Linked DNA regions of Sus scrofa: region 1 is linked to region 2. The links are chromatin contacts, called in public HiChIP or PLAC-seq maps. All regions are on one chromosome and are shown on one strand. The core of a region is the stretch at or near the end of the contact, and the rest is flanking DNA. Distances in the headings are between cores, read along the strand shown. Region 1 holds the start of CNNM2 (metal transporter CNNM2). Region 2 holds the start of WBP1L (WW domain binding protein 1-like).

Region 1 (2,700 bases), core at 177-2,676, 150 kb after region 2:
TGTGATGAAGAAAGAATCTTTCTGGGAGTTCCCGTCATGGCTCAGTGGTTAAGGAATCCCACTAGGAACCATGAGGTGGTGGGTTCGATTCAGGGCCTTGCTCCTTGGGTTAAGGATCCGGAGTTGCCCTGAGCTGTGGTGTAGGTTGCAGATGCTGCTCGGATCCCACGTTGCTGTGGCTCTGGAGTAGGTCGGCGGCTGCAGTTCCGATTAGACCCCTAGCCTGGGAACCTCCATATGTCCCTGGTGCGGCCCTAGAAAAGACAGAAAGACAAAAAAAAAAAAAAAAGAACCTTTCTGAGTCTGCTTAGGATGTCTGCCCCCTCCCATTTCCCACATGTTTTGCAGTGCGTTAGAAATACAGATTCCTGGGTCCTACTCCTTCAGTAAGTATGGAATGGGGCTCAGGGATTATATACTTTCAGCAAGAAAATGAAGGGATTCTTAACAACTGGGAAGATAGGAAACCACTTCACTCTAACTTCCCCCATCTCCCGCACTCCTTTTGGGGTTTGCGGTGGAACTGTAAAGCGTTGCAGGGTGCATAAAATACCGGCAGGTGGCGCTACCTGACCGTGACCTGCAGAGCGCGCGTCTCTTAGGGATAAGCCAAAGGCTCCAGCAGAGTGGGCCTGAGCGTGCTGGCTTACCCCCGGGCGGAGCGGCGAGCGCAAGTAAAGAAGGGGAGCACGGCCGATAGCTCGGATGCACTTTAGGTTAATGTGCACCTTAAGCCGTCCCTAGTAGGCTTTTCGGGCTTTGCAGGCAGAAAGGCGCAGTCCTCTCTGCACCTGCACGGAGCACATGGGAGCCGTCAGCTTGGTGTAGCGCTAATCCGGCAACTGGCGCCGCGGGACTGCAGTGCAAGTAGAACCAAACCCCGGGGCCAGAATCTACTACTGAGGCCGGAGCGTCGGTCTCGCGGATGGCCTCTTTTCATTGGCAGCCGGACGGGGGCCCCGCCCCCTTTCCTACAGCTCTCATCTGTGACTGGCTCTCGGCTCCAGCTGGCCACACCTCCTCTCCTCGCACATACACAAGAGTCACGCGCCTTTCAGCTGGAAACTTGGCGTGCCTGGGAGGACTCTGGCCTTCATCTCCCCACCCACTTACCTTGCCATTGGTCCGCGGCGCCCCTCACGGCCACACCCCCATTCCAGCCCCCTGGCTGGGAGGGTGGGCAAGCGCTCGTGGTTGGCTGGCCGGCCTGCCTCTCGCAGGAGCGGCTGGCGCGCCCCCCATCCATTCCCCCCTCCTGCGAACCTCCAGGTTCCTTAGCTGGCCCAGGCGGAGTCAGTGTCAGTCAGGGAGGCGGACTGCTAAGCAGTGGATGCGAACAGTGCTTTGCAGTCTCGCCCCAGGGGTTGGTGCCTGCGCTCGTGCCGCCGGGTGGGTAGAATGAAGCCGCAGCTGGAGCAGCCACCCTATGATTGGCTGTGGCGCTTGTGAACCCGAAGTAAAGATGGCGGGCGGGCCGGCAGCCGCAGCACTGCCCACTAGGAAGATGGCGGCGCGCCGCAGCCTCAGCGCCCGCGGCCAGGGGGTTCTGCAGGCGGCAGCGGGGCGGCTGCTGCCGCTGCTGCTGCTGAGCTGCTGCTGCAGCGCGGGTGGATGTGCAGCGGCGGGCGAAAACGAGGAGACGGTGATCATCGGATTGCGGCTGGAGGACACGAACGACGTGTCGTTCATGGAAGGGGGGGCGCTGCGGGTGAGCGAGCGGACCCGGGTCAAGCTGCGAGTGTACGGACAGAACATCAACAACGAGACATGGTCCCGCATTGCTTTCACCGAGCACGAGCGGCGGCGCCACAGCCCCGGCGAGCGCGGGCTGGGGGGACCCGCGCCGCCGGAGCCGGACAGCGGCCCCCAGCGCTGCGGCATCCGCACATCAGATATCATCATCTTGCCTCATATCATTCTCAACCGGCGTACATCGGGCATCATTGAAATCGAGATCAAACCGCTGCGCAAGATGGAGAAGAGCAAGTCCTATTACCTGTGCACGTCGCTCTCCACGCCGGCCCTGGGCGCCGGCGGCTCGGGGTCCGCGGGTGGCGCCGTCGGGGGCAAGGGAGGCTCCGGGGTGGCCGGACTCCCGCCGCCCCCGTGGGCCGAGACCACCTGGATTTATCACGACGGCGAGGACACCAAGATGATCGTGGGCGAGGAGAAGAAGTTCCTGCTGCCCTTCTGGCTGCAAGTGATCTTCATTTCGCTGCTCCTCTGCCTATCGGGCATGTTCAGCGGCCTCAACCTGGGACTCATGGCCCTAGATCCGATGGAGCTGCGCATCGTGCAGAACTGCGGCACAGAAAAGGAAAAGAATTACGCCAAGCGCATCGAGCCCGTACGCAGGCAGGGCAACTACCTGCTGTGCTCGTTGCTGCTGGGCAACGTGCTGGTCAACACCACGCTCACCATCTTGCTCGACGACATCGCGGGCTCAGGCCTCGTGGCGGTGGTGGTCTCCACCATCGGCATCGTTATCTTCGGGGAGATCGTACCCCAGGCCATTTGCTCCCGGCATGGCCTGGCTGTAGGGGCCAACACCATCTTCCTCACCAAGTTTTTCATGATGATGACCTTCCCCGCTTCTTACCCGGTCAGCAAGCTGCTGGACTGCGTCCTGGGCCAGGAGATAGGCACCGTCTACAACCGGGAAAAACTGCTGGAGATGCTCCGGGTCACAGATCCCTACAA
Region 2 (2,700 bases), core at 21-2,520:
CTACAGGGCAGCTGGCTTCTCTGCTTTGGGTCTTCTTTTGTTCGTTTATTCTCCCAACATTGATTGAGCTCGTGACTGGGCCCTGTACAAGGTGCTGTAGGAGTTTCTTTAAAAAAAAATGTGTAAGATCTGGTGTGCCATACAAAAAGCTACACGTCTAGTGGGAGGGGTCAAGCAGGCAGAAACTACAGATAGATACACTGTGTGCTAAGTGTTATGTGAATTCAGAAGAGAGGAGGGGGTGGGAATGAGGAGTTTGTAAACAGGAAACTGTGTAAAGTGTAAATGAAGTTAAGGGCACTGCATAGCTCAGTACTCTGGGGAGCTCTAAACTGTTACGTGTGAGCAGGATGTGGGAAGTGAAGCGGCAGTGGGTGAGATAAAGAGGTATGCTGGGACCAGGACACACAAAGAAGCATGTTAAAAGTTGGGACTATAAGTCCAGTCCAGGTGGTTGAAGTATTTCGAGAGGGGAAGCCCTGAGATGAGAATTCTTGGTTTTAGGTGGTAGAGCACCCCAGCTTTGGTTGGTGAAAGGGATTCAAGAAAGAATTGGAACTGGGACAGAAGAGACCATTTGTATTTAGCCAGAAAATGAGAACATGGATTGAAGCAATGGGGATGGATTTCAGACCTATTTTTAAGGTAGAATCAATAGAATTTCGTCTCTCTCATTTGTGGTGACAAAGCACTGTCTCAAATAAAGGTACTGCCTTATAGGGAATTCAAATTGACTGAAACCACTGTTTGAGATCACGAGCGGGACCTGGTACTGGGGCTATGCTTAAAGACAAAAGACATCAAAAGCTCTTTAGACTGCAGTTGTCTTTCAGAGCGCTCGGTTACCTTCTAAAATGAACTTATTTTCCAACACCCCTTAGAATTGCTATACCCCTTCCCTTTCTTTGCTGAACTGGGGAAATCTTCCGCCACACTCAAGATGGCGGCACCAAAATGGACTTCTATACATGTTTTGGATTGCCCAGCCCCGTGATTCCAGCTACTTCCGCCACTCTCTGCGGAGCAGCACGCGTTTACGCCTCCTCGCAGCACTCAAGATGGCCCGGCTTCCTCCTACTTTTCATTGGCCAGCTCTCTCCGGTCTTCCGACATCATGAGGGGGCGGGACTTGTATTTGATCGACGGCTGTTTTAACCAATGGAAAAAGGGATAAAACCAATGAAGCGCTGGAACTGGAGAACCATCCCAGCGTCTGGGAGGTGTTTCGGCTGGGCGGGGTGGAGCAGAGCCGGAAGCGGGTGGGGAGAGTGAAACAGGAAAAGAAGGGAAGAAGGAAGAAGAGGGAAGAGGAGGAGAGGGAGGAGGAGGAGGGAGGCGGCGGCGCCGTGGCGGAGGAGCAGGAGCAGGAGGGGGATGGAGAGGAGAAGGCTCCTGGGTGGCATGGCGCTCCTGCTCCTCCAGGCGCTGCCCAGCCCCCTGTCAGCCAGGGCCGAACCCCCGCAGGTAAGGGGGAGGGAGCGTCTGGGCCAGGCTGGAGGTCTGGGGGTCGTCGAGGCCTGGCTGGAGGGGGCTGAAGGGATGTTGTCAAGAGTCGACGGGTCCCAAGAGGGGCACCCATGTCTGGAGTGGACAGGATGTAAGGGGGCGTCGGTGTTTAACTGAGGGACACCTGTGACGGCTTTGGTGTCAGGGAAGTGGCAGAGGCATGGTACCAAGTGAGTGAGGGGTCTTTGAGACGGCAGTTAGGTAAGGTGGGATGGGATGGCTGTGGCCGGATAGTGGTGCCAAGCAGGGGCATGAGGGGCGCGCATTCTTGTCTCACAGTGTCTCCAAGGCAGCGATGCCGCGTTTACGTCTGTGCGGATAGGGGTCCGTGGGTTATTGAGTGGGCCTGAGAGGGAGGGAGGGGCTGAGAGGATATTTATTTCAAGCTGCACCTGGGAAAGGTCTAGGAGCCTCTAGGCCCCATTTTTAATGGTGTTGGAGGCAGGGATCTTGGAAGGCAGGTGAGATGAAGTAGACTGGGGCTCCTCAGGAGCATGGCACACGAGCGGTAACAAGCTCTCACTGTTGGGCGGGCTGGCTGGTCTGGGGGAGCCAGTCACCGATGTCGGTCTGGGCCAGCTCGGCGTTTTGAGCAAAGGGTGGTGCTGATGCCAGTAAGGGCAACAAATGGAGCACCCCAGCTTTTCTTGCTAGGTGGCTTGCCTCTTATCCAGGCAGAGAAGCTTGTGCTGATTTCAGCTGCTGCTGGCATTTCGAAACCTTAATGGGAGCGTTGCTCCTGGTGCCAAGTTGGGTGGGGTGCAGCAGGGGGAATCACCCCTCCTTCCCTTGCATTTGGCAAGGCTTTACCATTCTATTTTCTTCACTTTCTGTTCCCGTCCCTGTCTTTTCAGAAAGGCACACACACAGAGCAAAATGGCAGAGTCTCTACAGCTTAGCATGAACTTTGTGTTGTGATCAAGTAGACGCAGAGTACCAGCAAAAATACACACACTTATCTTTTCCCTAGGAGTTTATGGGCAGTCTTTTCACATATGCATCTTGTCTTGCTCATCCTCTATGTAACAAATTAATTTTTTAAATGACCTGAAGTGTATATAACATAAACCATTTAAAACCACTTAACCATTTTAAAGTGAATACTTCAGTGGCATTTAGTACACTCACAGTGTTGTGCAACCACCGCCTCTATCTAGTTCCAAAACATTTTCATCACTCCAAAAGAAAAGCCTG

What was found. HiChIP or PLAC-seq counts read pairs in DNA pulled down with a chosen protein or histone mark.
Region 1: an H3K27ac HiChIP or PLAC-seq map of alveolar macrophages shows a contact between it and region 2. The contact joins the promoter of CNNM2 here to the promoter of WBP1L in region 2. A contact is called at or near these places in 2 of 5 promoter capture datasets (fetal liver and liver), 7 of 47 Hi-C or Micro-C datasets (adipose tissue, embryonic fibroblasts, liver and 3 more) and 1 of 2 datasets of contacts at active chromatin or transcription factors (alveolar macrophages).

The regions. Positions count from the first base shown.
Region 1 is chr14:113,888,723-113,891,422 of Sscrofa11.1, forward strand. CNNM2 (metal transporter CNNM2) reads left to right here and starts at 1,427. Exons shown (of 8, transcript XM_001929243.6): 1 at 1,427-2,700. The coding sequence starts at 1,427.
Region 2 is chr14:113,736,488-113,739,187 of Sscrofa11.1, forward strand. WBP1L (WW domain binding protein 1-like) reads left to right here and starts at 1,271. Exons shown (of 4, transcript XM_001929157.7): 1 at 1,271-1,464. The coding sequence starts at 1,375.